Linked DNA regions of Ovis aries: region 1 is linked to region 2. Evidence: chromatin contacts called from public Hi-C data. All regions are on one chromosome and are shown on one strand. The core of a region is the stretch at or near the end of the contact, and the rest is flanking DNA. Distances in the headings are between cores, read along the strand shown.

Evidence for each region. Hi-C and Micro-C count contacts between places; a contact is called where the count stands out from the background.
Region 1: a Hi-C map of hypothalamus shows a contact between it and region 2, with 2.4 times the contacts expected there. The contact joins the promoter of NDRG3 here to the enhancer-like site in region 2. A contact is called at or near these places in 2 of 16 Hi-C or Micro-C datasets (hypothalamus and muscle).

The regions. Positions count from the first base shown.
Region 1 is chr13:65,784,862-65,788,743 of ARS-UI_Ramb_v3.0, forward strand. NDRG3 (NDRG family member 3) reads right to left here and starts at 1,689. Exons shown (of 14, transcript XM_060397786.1): 1 at 1,638-1,689.
Region 2 is chr13:65,697,243-65,700,684 of ARS-UI_Ramb_v3.0, forward strand. SLA2 (Src like adaptor 2) reads right to left here. Exons shown (of 8, transcript XM_012189153.4): 6 at 1,535-1,684; 7 at 667-799; 8 at 1-270. The coding sequence ends at 105. Among named protein-coding and RNA genes, the nearest start is that of RAB5IF, 9.8 kb to the left of the region's middle. Within about 2 kb of position 1,864, at least 10 of the 54 cell types and tissues checked have an H3K27ac peak or open chromatin away from gene starts, as enhancers often do. A contact at or near this core is called in hypothalamus, where this site is marked.

The DNA.
Region 1 (3,882 bases), core at 439-2,938, 87 kb after region 2:
AAATTCACTGATTCTTTCCCAGGGCCTACAGTGAGCCAAGCACTTGGGACTGCAAAGATGCTCCCTGACCTCAACAGGCTAATAGTTCTAAGAATAAGACTGAATCCTCTACCCTACCTACCTATCTACCTACACACACACACACACACACGCACACACACACAAGCGCACAGGCACAGATGTATGTGTGTGTATGTAATTCTAATTAGGAAAATCAAGCAAGGAAGGCTTCACAGAAAAGGTGGTAAGTTAATGGAACTTTGAAGTACGCAGGAGAATTTGCTAAGGACTGGGAGAAAAAAAAGACAGTTTGAGCTATTTATTGGGAAAGAAACATTCCCATATTTTTACAGCTGTTCCTTTGGGAACTTGAAATCGGTTAAGCTTCTTATATTCTACACTACTTTGTCAAGGATCTCTTTCTCTTTTTACTTCATGTTAAATGAGAGGTTCAAGCCCAGCACTGGAATAGAGCCAGAAAGCCCCAGGATAAGGGGAGTGCTCACCAGATTTGTTCTTTCACCTCCAAATCCAACCAGCCCAGCTCTATCAGTCTTGACCTCCTGGCAGCCAGAAAAGGAAGGGTAATAACATCCTTTGGGGGCAAAATCTGGACCCAAGACAAGGCTTACCTCTGTTTTGCCAGTAAGCCACCGTCCCTGCTCCTAAACCAGGAGGTTCCCAGTTTACCTGACAGAGAGGCCAGCTCTGCAGGAAAAAAGCTGCATGAAAAGGAAAGAGGACGCATCTGATGGCAAGCGCTGAGGTACTGAGATAATCTTAAAATGTTTACGAAGATCCCTGGCACACTGGCAAGCGCTGGGTGAACGTGAGCTCTTAAGAACAATGCTATTACCATTATTACAGTTAACACCTCAACTGTACTTCATCAACAAGAAAATGCCGTTTTTGCAGCCTACTTTTATGACGTTGAAGAATCTCCGGAGATGCGAGTGTATTTCAGATTTTTTCCAAAGGAACAAAACCGCACTAGCTTGAGAGCCCCCGACCCTGAGTTCCAGAGCCACTCCAGCCTCTGGTCTGGCGCGTGACCTTGGGCAGGGAGCCTCACCGCTCGGTGCCTCAGTTTCCTCATCTGTAACCAGGGGTTAAGAAGCTGCTCCCTCTCATGGTAGCCGCGGGGTACAGCCAGAGGGTACTCTTGACCGCACCAGGACCCCACGGGTGCAAGGCGAGCTCTTGGCGCATCTTCCAGGTTCCCCACCCGCCTACCCGGCTCCCGGGCAGACGGAGCAGACGAATGTCCGACACCGAGGCCCACCGAGCTCCGCCGACTGCAGAGCAGAAGCGGGAAAGGGGGTCGCGCCTGCGGAGGGTCCGAGGCTGAGGTGCTGGGCACCCAGAGGCTCGGCCGCTGCCGCCTGCACGCCGTCGCCAGCGGGTTCGCCGTGAGCCCCGCCGCCCAGGTGAGTAGCGGCCGAAAGAGGCCGGGCTGCTCCGGGTCCCCAGGCGACGAGGGCGGAGGGCGCCCGAACACTTGCAGGAGGCTGGCAGCGCTCACCCAAGCCCCGGCGCGCTGGGGTGATGAGGCAGGGAAGGAGAAGGAAAAGGGAACGACGACCCCACAGGCAGCACGGCGCGCCCACAGCCAACCAGGCTGAGGCGCTCACACTCACCTGAAGCTCGGGCAACCGCCGTCAGCGCAGCACCGGCGGCGGCGGCAGGAGTGGGGCGGGGAAGGCTCTGCGCCCGCGCAGGCGCGCTGAGGACGCCAGGCAGCGCATGCGCACTGTGCTTGCCCGGCTGGGGAACTATGGAGGTGGTGGTTGAGTTGGCGCCATCTTCGGCATACAATGATTTTCTCTTATTGTTTGTGGTTTTAGCTTCCCTTGGCTAGCTCTAGTCTTAAAAGTATTGAATGGGAAATAAATAATTCATACGTTTTTACTTGCTGTGCTGTTCTGAGTAGTGTGTTGAAATCTCTGGTTTTGCTCCCTCCCACACGGGAAGTGAATCAGTCCTTTGTCCAGCATACCCACGCGGTATATGCTGCTTGCCCCTTTAGTCTTCTAGTCTGTCATCAGATCGATTGTCTGGATACGGAAGTGTTTGTTTCAAGTAACCCTTACTTTGCTTGATAATGGCCCCAAAGTCCAAAAGTGGTATTGCTAGTGATGTGGAGAAGCCAGAGAAGCCACAAAGGGTGAAAGTTCTCAAATTAGTAAGAAAAAAACAGGTATGCTGAGGTTGCTAAGCTCTGTGGTAAGAATGAGTTTTCTGTCAGGGACTTCCCTGGTGGTCCAGTGGCTAAGACTCTGAGCTCTCAATGCAAAGGTCCTGAGTTTGATCCCTGGTTGGTGAATTAGATTGCATGTGTTACAACCAAGACCTGGTGCAGTTAAATAATTTTTTTTTAAATTGAATTTTCTGTAAAATTGCAGGAAAAAAAAAATTGTGCTTTTAGGTCACACTTCAAACTGCTTAAGTTAGGGCCACAGTGCATAAAAGGTGCTTAGTTAAGAATGAAATACACCTGAAACTATCACAGCCTTAATAAACTATTCCTTGTTGTTCAGTTCCTAAGTCTCTACAACTCTTGTAACCCCATGGGCTGCAGCACACCATGTTTCCCTGTCCTTCACTATCTTATGGGGTTTGCTCAGATTCACATCCATTGAGTCAGCGATAATATCTAGCCATCTCATTCTCTGCCACCCTCTTCTTTTGCCTTCTCTCTTTCCCAGGATCAGGATCTTTCCCAGTGAGTCGACTCTTCACATCAGGTGGCCAGAGTACTAGAGCATCAGCTTCAACACCAGTCCTTCCAGTGAATATTCAGGGTTGATTTCCCTTAGGATTGACTGGTTGGATCTCCTTGCAGTCCAAGGGACTCTCAAAAGTCTTCTCCAGCACCACAATTCCAAGGTATCAGTTATTCCACGCTCAGCCTTCTTCATGGTCCAACTCTCACATCCATACATGACTACTGGAAAAACTGTAGCTTGGACTATACGGACCTTTGTCAGCAAAATGATGGCTTTGCTTTTATAGTAATAAACTATACTTCAATATAAACTTTTTTTAATGAAAAGGCATTAAATTTATGAAAGACACAAACAAAATACATATTTTGATTGATGTGTTGCCCCAGAAAACACTGAATCTATTGTTAAACTGAAGTTCATGTGTCCCACTGTCAGTGAGGCCAAACAAACCAAAATGTTGGACTTTGGAGCAGAGAAACATTGATTACAGGGCTAAGCAAGGATCAATCAACCTGGGCTCAAAAGACCCAAACTCCCCCATGGCTTTCAGGGAAGGAATTTTAAAGGCAAATTTGGGGGTGAGGGATACAGGATGCATAACTTTCTTCTGATTGATTGGTGGTAAGGTAACAGAGTGATGTTTCAACTTTGTGGTTCCAATCAGTCTGGGGTATACTGCTGTCCTCATGCAATCACCATCTTCCACCTGGGTGGGGCTGGGGTAGGGGGTAGGTCTTAGTTTCTTTATAGCAACTCAGATGGTTCTGTATATCCCTTAAGGAGGAACAAGGACTCTATCACTGAACGATTGTTTCCTGGTTGCTTTTCTTTTCTTTCCGCATTGCTCTTTGAAACTCAAGAGGCCTAGGAGACCAAAGTCTTTTTCTACAGACAAGAAATGGGACGTCGAAGGGCTTTTGTATGCAGGAGGGCCCCAGTGGCCCCTGCTTGGTTCCAAGTCATTACAAAGACTTCAGCAAGGGATCCCCTGAAGAGTGACACCAAGCCATTTACTGAAAATAAGGGATGGTTGGGGGCTTCCCTGGTGGCTCAGATGGTAAAAAATCTGCCTGCAATGCAAGAGACCTGGGTGTGACCTCTAGGTCAGGAAGATCACCAGGAGAAGGGAATGGCTATCCACTATTCTCGCCTGGTG
Region 2 (3,442 bases), core at 614-3,113:
AGGATACTGGTGGGACCCTGGATGTGCCTCTGTGTCCCAGCCCTCCCTCCCGCTCCGTGCAGCCTTGCCTCGGGTGCTCGCTCAGGATGAGCTGAGATGGGGCCCTAGGTGCTGCAGCCTTGGTTCCCCTTTCGCCGTCTGCTTTCGGCCTTGGCCTCGTCCAAGGAGGTGTCCTCAGTCAGGCTGATGTAGGAGTTCAGGGCCTCCCGGAGCCCCTCACTGAGGAGGGATGCCTCCCCTGTGGCAGATGCTTCAGAGAACAGGAGGGAGCTGTGGAGAAGGGACAGAGCTGGGTCGGGAGCTTCAGCCTCCTCCCCGCCCCTGCCACACAGTCCCTGCTCTCAACCTGCTGAAAACCCCCTGGTTTCCTATTCCCTGTCAGATCAGACCCCTGCTTGACCTCACTCAGGGCTGGTACTCTGTGGTATCCCATATGTCTGCCCTTCCACCCTGGCCACCTTGGTGTCCAGGCATGCCCAGTATCCGTGCCCGCTTTGGCATCCCTGTTGGTCCCCCCAGCAGACCCGCTGAGCCTGGGCTGGCCTCTGAGTTCAGAGGATGCTTAGTGGCTCCCAGGTGTCCCTGAAGGTGACGCCCCCAGTCCAGGTTCCCAGGGGTGGGTCCTTCTAACTCTTTGTTCCACTTCCCATTCCAGGACCCCCTCACCTGTCCAGCTCTTTCCAGTTGAGTGGTGTCGCCTGCACAGTCACAGGTGGGGGTATGGCCTTGCCAGGGAGTGGGCCAGCCCTCCGCAGGGCACAGGGCTCCTTGAGGAGGCAGCAGATGTCATCCGCCAGCTCTGAGAAGAGACCTAGACCTTTGACCTGGCTGACTCCAGCCCTGCTTCCCTCGCCAGCCAGCCACCCTCACCCTGACAGCCTTCCACACTTAGCTAGTGGGACTGGGAGCCCCAAACTGTTCATCTGGAAGCTGAGATGCAGTCAAAGATTCCGGGCTAACTAGGGAGACTTAATTTGCTGTGTGATTTTTGGGTCAGTTGAGGGACCTCTTTGAGCCCGAGTTTTCTGATTAGGAAAGTGCTTTGGAAAGAAGAAGGCTAAAGAGTGATCAGTCTCCACTTGTTCGGTTGGTATCTGCTGCCTGGAACAGCTGTCCAGAAACTCCCTGATCAGTTTTCTCAGCAGTGGTCTTTCCTCTCTGCCTCTGACACTGTGCTGTTATAGGACAGGCACCAGAAGATGCTACAAACTGACTAAATTCCACAGTAACAACAGCTGTGGGCCTAATTCCTGCGGAGAGAACCGTGCCAGCCGTGGAGGACCTTGACTCAAAACCACAGTGCTGGGTGAGGTTCTGGCCCACACGCCCACAGGACATCTGAGTGGGTCTGCTGGTGTGAGGTGAAGCCGGGGCTCCCAGGCTGCGTTATTTGGCACAGGGACTGGCATGGAGAAAGGGGCGGTCCCTCTTCTGTCTGGATATTCTCCAGCAGGTAAAGTGTCCAAGAGATGACTGACTGCCCCCAAAGCCCAAATCCCCATCTACTCTCATAGGAGGTGGGGGGCAGCCGTACCGGAGTAATGGTCCACCAGGGCCAGGAGCGAGGGGAAGGTGAGGCGTGGTGAGATGTACAGCCAACCATTGTCAAGGCGCTGGATCCTGTAGTGTCTGATCCGGTCCCAGGAGGCAGGGCGGCTGAGGCGGACCGACAGGGAGTAACAGCCTGAGGAGGAGAGGCTCTGGGTAGGACTAAGGCCGTGCTGGGACCCAGCCCTGCCCAGGACGGGAGAAGGAACATGCGAAATGGCCACAGAGAGTGGCCACCAGGCTCAGACAGAAGGGGAGGCAGAGGGGAAAGACAAAGACTTGCTCTCTTGTTCGCAAATAACACATTCATAACAGCTAGGGCTCTCGCGAGGATAAGATGAGATCAGGCACACAGAGTGCTCAGAACAGGGCCTGCCACAGCTGAAGTGAGCATTAAGTGTTGGCTGTTATTATAAAGACCCAAGTGGACAGAAGCGTTTTAGAATGTGATCAGTAGATGTCAGCAAGGATGCGGAGAAAAAAGAATTCTTAGCCTGCTTGTGGAAAGGTAAGTCAGTATAAGCCACTTGGGAAACAGCTGGCATTAACTAGTTGAGTTGAACGTGCCCATACCTCACAACCCAGTAGTTCCATCCCAGCATGATCCCTTGCCAATACAAAACCAAAAATATTCAGAGCAGCAATGTTCAGAAAAGCCCCAGACAGCAAAGAGCCCATATGCACTCAAGAGAACGGCGGATTCTAGAAAGTAACACTCTTCAGTGACAGTGGTAGTCGCTCAGTAGTGTCCGACTGTGACCCACCCCACGGACTATTGGCCTCCAGGCTTTTGTGTCCATGGAATTTCCCAGGCAAGAATACTGAAGTGGGTTGCCATTTCCTTTTCCAGGGGATCTTCCTGATGCTGGGGTCAAACCCAGGTCTCCTGTGTTGCAGATTCTTTGCCATTCGAGGCACCAGGGAAGCCCCACTATTCTGCAGTAAAAGTTAATAACCACCATGCACACAAGCATAGGTGAATGTTATAAATAATGAGCAGAAACAGCAAGTCACAGGAGCATACGTTCAGTATGATTCTATTTATATAAAGCTCAGAGGCAGCCGAGACTATATTGACTATATTGCATGTGTGGCAAAGCTAGGAAGAAAAGAAACTGATCAACACAGGGAAGCAGGCAGGGGGCTTCAAAGCAACGACGCACCGTTTCCCCCCTACGCTGAAAGGTTGGGCATATGGGTGTTGCTTTTATTAGTCTGTAACCTATCGCTGTTGTTCAGTCACTAAGTCATGTCCGACTCTTTGCGACCCCATGGACTGTAGCATGCCAGGCTCTGGTGTCCTCCGCTCTCTCCTGGAGTCTGCTCAAATTCATGTCCATTGAGTCAGTGATTCACGTCCACCGAGTCAGATATATAACCATCTTGTCCTCTGCTCCCCTCTTCTCCTTTTGTTTTCAATCTTTCCCCACATCAGGGTCTTTTCCAATGAGGTGGCTCTTTGTGTCAGGCGGCCAAAGTATTGGAGCTTCATGCATGGAGGGTATATACACTGATGCAAGAGACAGAATTTTTCCAGTTTTTTTTTTCTAGGGGCGCGTGGTGCATCCTAAAGGAGACCAGTCCTGGGTGTTCATTTGAAGGACTGATGCTGAGGCTGAAACTCCAGTACTTTGGCCACCTCATGTGAAGAGTTGACTCGTTGGAAAAGACCCTGATGCTGGGAGGGATCGGGGGTAGGAGGAGAAGGGGACGACAGGGGATGAGATGGCTGGATGGCATCACCGACTCGATGGACATGAGTGTGGGTAAACTTCGGGAGTTGGTGATGGACAGGGAGGCCTGGCGTGCTGCGGTTTATGGGGTCGCAAAGAGCTGGACACGACTGAGCAACTGAACTGAACTGGTAGTTTTGGTCATGCCATGTGGCTTGTGG